Regions from separate parts of the Rattus norvegicus genome. Here all the other regions are linked to region 1. The links are chromatin contacts, called in public Hi-C maps. All regions are on one chromosome and are shown on one strand. Each heading gives the region's core, a stretch centred on a gene start, on an enhancer-like site or on the middle of the called end of the contact. The rest is flanking DNA. Distances are from core to core; before and after follow the strand shown. Region 1 holds the start of Sntb1 (syntrophin, beta 1). Region 2 overlaps Sntb1 (syntrophin, beta 1). Region 3 has its middle 130 kb from the start of Trnak-cuu17.

Region 1 (4,228 bases), core at 1,049-3,548:
TCCTGGCCGTGAGGCAGACCATCACATAGCCAGGAGGTTTCATCCCATGTCACATGCCAATCGAACTGGCTTCACACACCAGTACCACAGTTGGGTGAACAGGGAACTGATTACACCGGAGTTTAAGGGCTTAAGTCAATCACCACGTTATAAAGTCTAGGTTGGAACATGATCTCAGTAGCTGAGTTAATTTATTCCCTCACCCTGCATGCGTGTCATCCAAGCTCCGGGGAGCCCCATCTAAATAAAAGACCTCTGAATAACTCAGTCTGTAGTTAGGAAGAAGCTGAGAAAAATCGATGAAATGATCACACAGGGAGTGCCAGCGGAAGTGTGTACAAAGAGCTACAAAGACAGAAAACTAGAGCTGGGGAAAAGGAAACTGATCGTGAGTCCCGCACCTCCACCCCCCATATTGCCACATCCAAACTGGTACTTCCTAGTCTATAGCCATTGGATGATTATAGGCTTGAAGACACCAGATTTTCAGAGTTTCGAAAGTTCTTCACATTCATAGGCAGGGAAATCTGTTTACAAATGCAGACTGGATTTCACACTTCTCCGGGAGACACAAGCAGAAAAAAGAAAACACTTCACCAGCTCTCCACCCAGAGGAACGTGGAATCCGGACTGACCGGCTGAACACCCTGCAGGGGAAGTGAACTCCTGCCTAAATCGGCAACATCTTTCCCAGCCTTTGGCACTGCTGAAAACTGCATGGCCTCACGGACTCTTTCCAGTGCTGGAGGGAAAGGAAGTGGAAAAAGCATGGCTGGGTTTTAGCGTTCAAATACTGCCACCTCTCTCTGGCTTTTTTACCCTTCACGTCTGTTTCACAGTTGGATTGCCCAGGCTGTGAAAATTTTGCCAAAGTAGAAAAGTACCAGAGCTACCATGAGTCAGTGGCCCTGCTTTGCAATGTGGTCAGATGCAAATCCGTCCATTCTCCATTTCCCGGCCCATTTCCCAGGTTCCACATTGCACTTGGATTGTCCGCAGCTAAAAAATATGAAACCACGTGTACCGATAAGTATGAAACTTCCGACAATAGTGCACTAAAGCACTCCATCCGAGCCAGGAAAACCCAGGCAGTCCAATCTTTTAGTACAGTGCCCTGGGTCGGGGCCAGAGTGGAGAAGATGAGCTGTCCCCAGGTAGTAAAAGTTGTCAAAAAAAAAAAAAAAGTCCACGCCTGTCACTGCCTTTGCAAAAACACAGGCACAGTGGGGTCCTTGGGCTGCGGGGAAGTGGCTGGTGAGTGAGAGTGCGCCGATGGGCAGTAGTGTGAGTGGTACTGCGGGGTAAGGCCCGCGCAAGGTTAACCCCTTACCTTCCAGCAGCACTTCCTTGCCTGCGCGCTTCAGCGCCTGTACTGCCTCGTCGTGGGTGGCGTCCCGCAGGTCTGCTCCATTCACTGACAGGATGGCATCGCCCACGTACAGGGCTTGGGTCTGATCGGCTGCCAGCCCCTTGAAGATCTTGCTGATGAGTATGGGCATCTTGTTTTCCTTGCCCCCTTTGATGCTAATGCCCAGCCCGCCCAGCTCCTGCTTCAGGACCTTCACGCCCCTCTTCTGGTTTGAGATGGACTCAGGCACCTGCTCTGGCAGGTCGGTGAAGGCGGTGCGGACCCCGGCAGGAGAGTCCGGGGCTTGAGGCACACCAGTGCCCGGGTGCCCGGTCCCGGAGCCCCTGCAGAACGAACCATTGGTGGTAGTCCCTATGCCGTTGTACGCCGTAGCGCCCTCCTCGCAGCTCAACACCAGGGCGTCCTCGCTCAAGTTCACCAGAACTTTATGCCAGCGATCCCGCACCAAAACTTCCAACAGTCCGCTCCGCTGCGCCCGGGCGCCTCCACCGCCAGCCGGCGCAGCCACAGCCGCTGCCGCTGCCGCTACCGCCATCTTTCCAGCATTCTTAAAATGCCATGTGATTGCAAACGGGGGAAAAGTGGAGAAGGGGTGAGGGTGAGAGGACTCGGGGTAGCTGGGGCGTGGAAGAAGCAGATGCCCCGCAGCGCGCTCTTGGATCCCGGACTCCACTCCCCGTGTTCGCGGCTGCACTGGGCGCCAGTTGGCAGCGGCGGAGCTTGTTCCCCCCTCGCCTGATCCTGGGCGGGGTGGAGCAACCTAAAAGAAGAAGGAGAGCCCTCGACAGGGGAGGAGGGAAAAAAGCCAGCTGCCAGTTGCAAAACCCCAAACCGAGAGGAGCCGCGGAGCGGCCAAGTGCTATTGAGAACCGGTAGGAGGAGGCAGGGGCGGGGACCCGGAGCCCCAGCCGCTCACCTGTTCGCCACTGCAGCGTCACACTCCCACGTCGCGCTGTCTCAGACCCGGGTGCCTCAGTTCGCATTTGCACCTTGCCGCAGCTCCCCAAAACCTACCAGGTCACAAGCCACTACATCCACCCCGCAGCAACTCCCTCTCCTCTCAACTCTCCATTTTTGACGGGCTTCCACGCTCACCTTTTGCAGGTGTGCTCACTCTGTCCTCTTGATTCAACTCCTCTCCCTCCTCCCGCAGTTTTTTGAAGACCCAAGTCCTCAGTTCTCATCCTCTTAACTCCCAGGCCTCTGGAAAGGAAACTGCGGAGAGAGATTCTAGGCTGCGCCAGGAGCGAGGGGAAAGCTGTCACAAGAACACAGAATGAAGCCTCACCAAGCCAGGGTATCCCTACTCTCTAAGTCAATGTAAGGGGAATTTGAAGACAAGGGGACTTTCTTTCGGTATCTACTCTGAATTTCAACAGGGCACTGCCTGCCTCATCTCCAGGACAAGTGTCTAACTCAATGTCTGCTTTTTGTATTGCTCCATACGTCCCCCAACTCCACCCAATGCTTCTCAGGGCGTCCTCTTTCTCAGATTCCATATTGGAAATGTCTTCTTCAAAAACTAAGAATAAGCTCATTCTCCAAGTTCCCCGAAACTGCTTGTTTGGCTCTTACTCTGCTCTGTCCCAAGGTAACAGCACTGTAATTCTTGGTTCTCATCCTAGGCCAATCAGGAAGTGCCACCTTAACTGTAACCCAAGCCATAGCTGGGCATCCCAGAGTTCTTCCGCCTACCTTAAGCAGGTCACACAGTTTACTTAAACTGTGTTAAGACTTACTGGTCTTCCTGCTGCTCTCTCTCCTTTCCCCAGAAGACAGAATAAAATGCAGAATCTGCTCATTCTGGAAGGCGAAGTTCACCTGATAAGATGGCAGTAGGAAGAGGGTCTTTGGTGACCTGCATGTCATTACCTCACTGATGGGTATGAGTAGTAAACTGCTCCAGTTCTTTCCAGACTTAATCAGGGAGGCTCGAAAACACTGTGAAGTCTCAGGCAGGGTTACAGAACTCGGTGAAAATGCTTGTCACTACAGCTCACATCGAGCTTTCCACTGTCCTCCTCCTATAAGTTTTACCCTTCCATATTTCAAAAGAGAAAGTCTTCATTTTTTTCATGCAAACCTGCCCACACCAGGGCCAGGAGCCCCAAGGAGTTCTTCAGTCCTTTCTGCTGGACTGGGTTAGCCAGGGAAACAACACAGATGACACCATTGTTGGGAAGAAAGCTGGCGGTGGGGAGGGGAGAAGAGAGAAAGAGACAAGGAGACAGACAGACAGACACACACACAGAGACACACATAGAAACACACAGAGGAGAGAAAAACAGGCAGACATACAGACAACACGCAGAGACACACAGAAACAGACACAAAGAAACAGAGACAAACAGAAACAAAGGGACAGAGACACAGACACAGACACATACAGAGACAGACACACACACACACACACACACACACAGAAAGAGAGAGAGAGAGACAGAGACAGAGAGAGAGGCAGACAGACAGGACCAGGAAGGAGAGGGAGAAAGAGGGAGAAAGAGAGAGGGAGGGAGGGAGGGAGGGAGGGAGGGAGAGAGAGAGAGAGGGAGGGAGGGAGGGAGAGAGAGAGAGAGAGAGAGAGAGAGAGAGAGAGAGAGAGAGAGAGAGAGAGATATTTGGCCTTTGGTTTGGAGGCTGAGGTTTCAGGCCCTTCATCACTAAGTGTTTGCTTTCCAAATATAAAACACTAACGTTGGCATAGGTACCAGAACGCCAATGTGAGGATGGAAAAATCAAAACTAACCTGCCCGTGGACCAGAAATCCCCTAGCCAGCATCCTAGCATTTTGCTTTTGTGACTGTGCAATGGATGCATGCCAGACACACCCACAAAGTAATTGATCTATTAGCCATTAGA
Region 2 (4,228 bases), core at 1,042-3,541, 170 kb before region 1:
TAGGAAACATGGAAAAAGCAGGGCATACAACTGGGTTGTACTTTCTGGGGGCAGGGGAGTGATCAGCGAGTGGTTCCTGATTCCCAGTCTAGAGCTACTGTAATGCAAAAGGAGGACCAGCTATTCAAAGATCATCAAGATTGGGCAACTTGACGTTTCAAGGAAGGCAGTCCTTAAATGACAAAGTTCATGGGCTCAACATTTCTCCATGAAACAAGGATTGTTTTGAACAGAGAAATGAGGGCTAAAGATATATTCTGCATAGTGCTTGCCTAGTGAAACCCTGGGTTCAATCCCAAGAACTACAGAAATTGGGAATGATTGGACCTGCCTATAATCTCAGCACTGGGGTGGGGGAAGTGGGAGAGTCAGAAGTACAAAGGTCAAGTTTTCCTATATTGCATACTGGATTGGAGGTGAGCCTGAGACTCAGCCTATAAAAAAAAGAAAGAACATAGAACTCCAACCTCAGCCCAGAAATTTGCAAGGACACTTTGGAGACAGAATGCAAATTATATTTTATTTCAGAGAAAATATACTGTAGCACCCAGATCATCTTCTGGCTACTGCTACTACTGCTAGACCACCATATTCATTGGACAATCTCGGGTTGACTTTTTTCGCCAGACACTGCCTAGGTGCTGGAGCCACAGTCCATTTTCTTTCAAGATAACAGTGTGCAGGGCAAAAACACTTCAGGGGATAGTGCCTCTCTATGAGATGTGGTAATAGTGGTATAAGGAAAGTGGTATGATAGTCTGGCTAAATCTATACTCCTCACCTGCGTCTTGATTTGGGATTGATTCTAAAACTCTATCCATACTTGTATTTCCATTCCCACCTCTAACTAGAAGACAGCATACAGTACGTCATTTCCTTGCCGAATGATCCAGGAGACTGATTCAGCTCCCAGGGCCTGAGAAGAACAACTTGAGGGAGTGTCAAAATGGAAATGGAGAAAGAGTCCATGCTGGGATGGGATGTTATAACATGAAGACAGTCGTGAGCAAACCTAAGCATGTAGGGTGGTAGCTGAAAGCTTCTACATGTCCCAGAATTGTCCACTGTCATCATCCATTCCTCATCTAAGGATCTCAGGGACAATTGCTCAATTTCTTCCCTTGTGGGAGTGATTATAGTACAGATTGTTTGCTCTCCCATACAATTGACCCTATCAGCGAGCCTCACCTGATGCAGGATGATCCAGACTCTTTCCTTCTTCAGAGAACACACTTTAGGTGGCAGATAAGTCCCTTCTCCCACCTCCAGCTCTCATAGCCAATGCCTGGCTCACAGCAGGGATAAAAATCTCTTGACTTAACATGTGAGAGTTCTGGGTGTAGAAGTGCTACCCAGAGCTGGGAAGCTTAGCTGAAGTCAGAGTTTAGCTGTTACCATGGCCTTGTTCATCTTCCTTCCTTGTTTCCTGTTTCACTTACTTCCCCAGGACCTTCACTTACTTCTAAGACCTTCCATTAGCAAAGTCCTCCCTACATCTCAACAGTTAAAAGAATCTAATTATCAGTGAATGCAAGGCCCAATGACTCCTGTACAATAAAATGTCATATGTTGCTTCAACAGATCCCATGATTCTGATGCATACTAGTGAGCTCCGCTTTCTTCCTTTGATACATCCTGCAACCATTGAGGAATGCTTCCTGTTCCATTTTTCTCAGGTCATCACGTTGAGGACTTCTGCTGGATCCTTAAGAAAATTTTATTGATATGACATCCTGGTCACATCCTCCTGTGGGAGCATAGGACGCACTTCCTCTTGTCCCTTCTAAGCAGGCTTTACTCATTGATTTACGTGCCAATTTACCCAGCTCCCTAATGCATCCTCCATGTGGACCCACATCCTGTGCAGTGTCCTTCACTCTCAAGCCATGAGAATATGTGGCTAACACCTGCTCATCTGCTCAGGGTGAGCTCCTTCCTGTTCAAGTATTTCACACTGTTCAGGGCGGAGAATCCTTCCCTCACTGAGAGGATGAATAGAAAGTGCTTAGAAAAACCAATGGGGGAAACATTAAAAAGTCATCTTTTCTTTATGCAAGTCACATTTTTCTAGATTATATCTAGCTAATAAACGATGGATAGTCTATAATGTCTAAACTGTAGAACCAATGATTCACGTTTAATACAAACAAGCCCAGAGTCTTCTTCTGTCTTGAGTTAAATCATGTGCTCCAAAGAGAATTAGGCAGGCACACATTAAGATATATGAGTCATTCCACAGAGGGTGAAATGCCCAGAATCCTACCACTCTCACATGGGCATGTGGAATGTTTCCACCTTGGAGATCGCAAATGACTCATGATGCTACACTGTGCCCTGTGAAATCACAAGGAAAAGCAGCATATGCTCATGTGTTCATTATGGAGGCCTCTGGTACCCATTCCCCCACCCCCGATGTAAATCTCTGATATTTTATGTGAAAGAATGGAAGTGGATGTAGGGGAAACTGAGGCTTGAATCCATACTTGCTCACTGAGCCTAAAATGCCAAGGTGGAAGCTACCCAGGCTGTCGCCAGGTTTTCCTCAGTCTTGTTGCATCTCAAACATGACGCATTTAGGAACTCAAAGACTGTTTGTTAAAGCAACACAACAGACCTATTAGTACTTAATTGCATTAACAGTCTGGTTCCCAACATAGCCAGCCTTCTAGATTTAGGGATGCTGGAAGAAGCCTGCACAGCACTTCTATTTCCATCTCTTATCAGATGGGAGTTCCTTCAGGTTAGAAACTATTTTCTCCCTGTAAGGAGTGGTGGGAAATTCTGACTTAGGTAAAATTTAGGCAGATGGTAAGTGATTTATTTAGAGACTCCAGAAATATCGCTCCATTAATTACACGGTTGAGAACTTGATTACCAGGAGCTTGTTGATGCCGGCCAGGGCTGTTTCACATTTACACTTGAGATTCTTTTAATGGATCTGGGCAAGGGAGCTAGAAAATGTGAAGGTGGAATGGTTGGTTGGCTCTATCTGAAACTTGGTGGAGGCGCTGCGGATACATCATTACTGCTGAGACTGAGGACCAACTAGAGCATAGGTGAGAAAAAAAAACACGGAGACCAACACACACACACACACACACACACACACACACACACACACACACACACATGCACATAAGGATCTGTATAGTACATAGAAAAAGAGACAGATGTATAGATGAATGAACATAGAATGAGAGAGAGGGAGAGGGGGAGAGGAAAGAGGGAGAGGGAATGAAGGAGAGAGGTTGTTTGTGTGTGTGTGTGTGTGTGTGTGTGTGTGTGTGTAAGAGAGAGGGGGGAAGGGGAGAGGGAGGAAGAGAAAGAGTGTGTGTGTGTGAGGGGGGAAGGGGAGAGGAAGGAAGAGAAAGTGTGTGTGTGTGTGTGTGTGTGTGTGTGTGTGTGTGTAACGGGGGGTCAGAGAGGAGTCAGGTGGGGATAGTGAATGGACCAGCTTTTACACAAGATGCTAAACAGCAAAATTGACTATGAAAGCTGAAACTACACAATTGAATGGAATGATAAATTTGGAACATAAGGATGATTCCATTACCCTCAACAATTTTTATCAATATCATATAAATTCTCTTCTTCATACCTATGAATCTATAAGGAAGTGTGGCTGTTGCGTTATTTCATTGGCATTTATTTAACAATTTATGATTTAGATATGAGAAAGACTGGGAATGGCAATTCATCTTTCCTTTGTACACGAGACACCTTAATCTGTAGTACACTGAATAGAGCTTCCTTGCTTTCTTTGCCTCATCACTTTTGAGACAAAGCAGCCCGTTTTCTCTGTTTTGGAAAAGTGTTTGAGCCTTTCTGTTTTCATCAACCAACAATATCATATCCTTTGTACTTTCTCTTTTATACATCAATACAATATATAAATATTTTTTGAATCAGCATCTTACTGTGTTTCCCAGGCTGGCTCCATTCCTCCTGATTGTCTTTGACTGTTAGAACAGTGACCATCCATTTACCCCTAAATGAGGTAAAATGTGTCTCTGGATGCTTCCCACGGGCATCTCTCACTGTCTTTATTGCCTCGGGAGTCTTTTCCCTCTCAGCCATAGCCACTTTCTTTGGCTTTGCGTCTGCCTCCATTGCACTCTGACTGTCTATTAACAATGCCTTGAATAATATCAATGTCAACATGCCTACAGGCAGCTATTTCTCTTATAATTCCACCAATATTTGGTTCAAATTTTATTTTTACAGTCAT
Region 3 (4,228 bases), core at 562-3,061, 150 kb after region 1:
TTGATGGTGACTAGGGTGTGGGTGGCAAAGACAGGGGAAGTAATGGCTTAATAAGTTCTCACTCCTCTTTGAAGGCTTTGCTGGAAGTTTCCGCAGTAGTGTATGTTTACCTACTGGTTCCTTCAGGAAGCATCCCCAGTCACTTTCCTGCAGAAATTCATCTCTCTCCCCCCCCATATGTATATCTTCGTGATTTCTACTGTCATAGAAAATAACATAAGGGACAGGTTGAAAGTTAGTCCACTTCAACTATGGTTGAATTGATCTGGGCCCCATGTTTCCTTCATATGAACCGCGGTGTCTTAGAGAAATCTATTTAACCCTGACACCCGTGTTCATCACGCCTGAGCAGCATCCATAGTGTGGGTTTGCCAGGTTAATGATATGGAACATGCAGGGGAGAGAGATGGATTAAGGGCTGGCAGTCACAGTCTAATTTTGTTCGGGAAAGTAGCTAATAGTTATGGAGGACCCACGACAGGAAGAGATACGCTACTTGTTTAGTGCTAACCTTGTGATTTCAATATTGCTAGCTTCTTTCAGAAGCGAATCAGTTAGAGACACAAAGAACTTAAAAACTCTGTCCAATGCTGAACTTCTGCATGCAACACATCTGACCTCTCTTCTCTGATTTTTACCTCTTCCTCTAGTTCCCGCACAGATTTGCGGGATGTGCCTCATATCTAATCCTCTTCTCTCTCCCTGGGACATGGCAGACAGTAAATTCAGATATGCCCAGTGAGTAAAACTTTAGTTTCTGGACCCGTTTGCCAAAAGTTTTATTTGGAAAGAACGAATATCAGGATTCTAGCTCATGTCAGAGCCTCCACGGTCAAGCAAGCCTTTTGCTGTCCAACTTATAGTGCAATAATGACCCTGGGGCAATTTTGCTTGGTCTGTTTGGTCTAGAAGCGTAGACACTATACAATAAAACCTCTCTTAACAAGGCCACTCAAGAACGGGATATTCTGATGACTAAGGCAAAAAAAAAAAAAAGTCTTTTGTTCTGAGCCATTTGGAAACTCTCTCCTGCTTTAGTCAGGGCAGCAATGAATATGATTTTTGTCTCCAGTGACAGCAATTCTCCTGTCTTGTGAATGCAAAGATGTTCAGGCTTTATTTCAATGTAATTATTGTGGAGAGGAAGCTCTTGGAAGAGACTGGGTTAAAAGTCTTCTGGACTAAGACAGAACTGGGGATGCACATTTTAAGATGAAAGAATAGTAGGGCTTTATTTCCATCCCCAGAGTTCACTTTTTGTCTTTAAAAAAATAAATGAAAAGGGAAGGAGCATTAGATATAACCAAATATATTGTCTACTTGTATGAAAAATCTTAACGAATAAATAAAAATATTAATTAAAAACAACAATTCAAACACATAAATAAAAGGAATATTAATGAAAGATTCTAATTAAAGTCTTAAGGCTTCCTTCAAACCTCAATTTAATTTCTGTTCTAAATAGACTAATGATTTTTGGCTTAATTAAAACTACATTTGCTTTGTTTGATTTAGAGCATGTAGGTTTCCACTGGTCTACAGGACAAGGAGAAGGAAATAAGAGGTCCGTGATAGAAGGTGTGGGGGAGAGTGGATTGTCCTATATCTTTTACAGCAAGTCTTTAGTGAATTTATCTTGGTACCAGGGCTGTAGGTATGCTGTGATAGAAGGGGCATGATGTGATTTTCGCAATAAGATGATCTTTCTGCCAAAAATAGATCCACCTGCTTATGAGTGCCTAGCATTCCTTTAACTTGGGACTCGGTCAAAAGACCAGTTGTTTTCTCTGATGCCCTTCCCGCAGGCTGGCTGAGGCTCAACATTCCAGCCTTGAACTTGGGCTAAATTTTCCTTCACAGTCTGCCTTCAGGCATGTGCTTCCTTCCCACATCTAGGTCTCAGATATTTTCGCTACAGTTGAAATTACCTCGACATTTTCAACAGAGGTAATGCGATAGGAGAGTTTAGCTTCTCCCCATTCCTTTCTCAACTTATGACTCTGGTCAAGTCCTTAACTGCATATATGCAGTAGCTTACTTGTATAGTAAATGATAGTGATAAGTCGAATTGGCAGGACTCTGAGGAGGTTTTAATCAGGAAAATATAAAGCAATAATTAGCAACCCGACTGTTGACTGAGGTGACACTGGAACGTTCATATAGTGGCCCAGAGTATAGTTGTGAAAGGAGAAGGGACTTGTTTATATGTACTGGCATGTGCATAGTGTCCAGGACATGTGTAATAACAAATGTAAGATGTATAGCAATGTATGTATATACATTATATATAGTATGATATAGCTTAGACTTAAAAAGAACAAATAAGTATATACATTTACTCATAATTTCACTAGTAGGGTAAACAACAAACTCTTTAAAATTTGGTTATGGGTCATGAGATAGAAAAATATGAAATCTAGGATATGAAAGAAATAGACTTCTCTGTTAATCTTAACTAATCTTAGTTTAAAAAATATTTTATTTTATAGTGTTTGTGCATAACACACACACAACACACACACACACACACACACACACACACACACACACACATTTGCAGTGCCTTTGGAGGCCAGGAGAGAGCATCTGATCAGCCGGAGCTGGGGTTATAGGTGTATGGGAACTGCTTGATACGTATGGGAAACCAAATTCAGGTCTTCTGAAAGAAGAAGCAATCTCAGCCACTGAGCCTTCTCTCCAGCTCTTTATCTTTATCTTATACAACTTCTTAACAAAACCCAAGGCGAAGAGAAAACAGCATAACCAAGCCTATTAGTTTCTAAAAACTTACTGGATATGAATCTTGTTCTATAACAGTCACCAGAATTGCTCCGAATGCCTTTAAAACACAAATCTCCAAATAGGATTGCACATCTAGTCTAGGGAGACTGGCCCTAAGAATACAAAGAGCTTCAAGCTTTTGTTTTTTGTGTTTTTGGATTGAGTTCTGTTGGCCAGTGATAGCAGTTACATTATTATTAGAACTAGTCTTGACATTTAGATTAGGATAAAATGACTAAGTAATTTAATTAGTAGTTTTAGAGGGTGAGATTCCTAGAATAAGTACATACCATTAAAGAAAAAAATGAGTTTAAAGTCCACTAATCTTTATTTCTACTGAAAAAGGTGGCATGGATTTATATATCTCGTGTGCTATAGGTCATCTTTCAGAAGACCTGAATTTACTTTCCCATATGTATCAAGCAGTTCCCATACTCCTATGAGTCTATGGAAAGTCTATGTTTTGTTTCCGTTTGAAAGGAATCGGATTCCTTGGATAGATTCTATATGTGGAGCAGAAAATATTGATGATGAACCTGAGATCATGATCAAATGTAAGGATATCTGAGCTAACATTAAGAAGCCCCACTGACTAGAGCTGAGGAAAACGTAATATCGCATGCACCAGATATGAAAACAGGAAAGGTCCTTGGGAGAGGGTTGGGCAGTGATCTACTTTTTGGAAAATTAAAAAAATGAAAAGAATAAAGCATTTGTTACACCTCTTATTTGTTTTTTGTTTGTTTGTTTGTTTTATGTCACCACACAATGGGGGAGGGGAAACTCTTCCTTCAAATTCTTTTGGCCAACAGATTCTGTCTCCACCTTGCTAATTCTAATGGATGCTGGATCTGGAACATGGTCATTCATGCACCACTAAGTACAGGGTGACAGGAAGTTTGATCATGGAGGCATTATCAGATGGACATTTTCCCAGTGCACTGATCGGTTCTGACATCAGCAAGTGGGGATGGCCGGGAGTCATGGGAATCCAGAGGAAAACACAGGTGAAGCTGTAGGATCCTCACTACACAAAGAATGAATTCTGTACTCTAATTCCGTGTCTGTATTAACTGTGGATGGTCACAGAAGAATGAATTATTTGACAGTAGAGCATTAGCACATCCATTGTTTGAACCCTTCTATAGTCTGAACTTTCCCTTCCCTTTTCAGAACAGAGGAACATGTGCATGGCAGAAGGCCAAGGCGAGGTGCTATGAACCCCTAAAGACAGAGGAGACTGATACCGAGGAAGCTCACTGGGTCCCAAGGTGATCAGTCCGAAGGGAAAAGTGCATTTTGGAGACACTTGGGTCCATTGGAAGGTTGTCTTTCTTATCAGATTGCGAACCATGATTATTAATTGTACAATGTGTGACAGTGAGGAAGCTCTGAGCTCTGGTCTACTAGAGACACATAATGGCTAGCCTAGAGTTAAAGAGACAGC

Evidence for each region. Hi-C and Micro-C count contacts between places; a contact is called where the count stands out from the background.
Region 2: a Hi-C map of the A7r5 cell line shows a contact between it and region 1, with 2.4 times the contacts expected there. The contact joins the enhancer-like site here to the promoter of Sntb1 in region 1. A contact is called at or near these places in 2 of 12 Hi-C or Micro-C datasets (the A7r5 cell line and Schwann cells) and 1 of 1 datasets of contacts at active chromatin or transcription factors (oligodendrocytes).
Region 3: a contact with region 1 is called in a Hi-C map of Schwann cells, with 20 times the contacts expected there. The contact joins the enhancer-like site here to the promoter of Sntb1 in region 1. A contact is called at or near these places in 9 of 12 Hi-C or Micro-C datasets (the A7r5 cell line, the Rat2 cell line, Schwann cells and 5 more) and 1 of 1 datasets of contacts at active chromatin or transcription factors (oligodendrocytes).

The regions. Positions count from the first base shown.
Region 1 is chr7:89,216,719-89,220,946 of GRCr8, forward strand. It overlaps Sntb1 (syntrophin, beta 1), which reads right to left and starts at 2,299. Exons shown (of 7, transcript NM_001130542.1): 1 at 1,331-2,299. The coding sequence starts at 1,904.
Region 2 is chr7:89,048,515-89,052,742 of GRCr8, forward strand. All of the region lies in intron 3 of Sntb1 (syntrophin, beta 1), which reads right to left. Among named protein-coding and RNA genes, the nearest start is that of Sntb1, 170 kb to the right of the region's middle. Within about 2 kb of position 2,292, at least 6 of the 93 cell types and tissues checked have an H3K27ac peak or open chromatin away from gene starts, as enhancers often do. A contact at or near this core is called in the A7r5 cell line, where this site is marked.
Region 3 is chr7:89,365,755-89,369,982 of GRCr8, forward strand. No RefSeq gene overlaps it. Among named protein-coding and RNA genes, the nearest start is that of Trnak-cuu17, 130 kb to the left of the region's middle. Within about 2 kb of position 1,812, at least 6 of the 93 cell types and tissues checked have an H3K27ac peak or open chromatin away from gene starts, as enhancers often do. A contact at or near this core is called in the A7r5 cell line and Schwann cells, where this site is marked.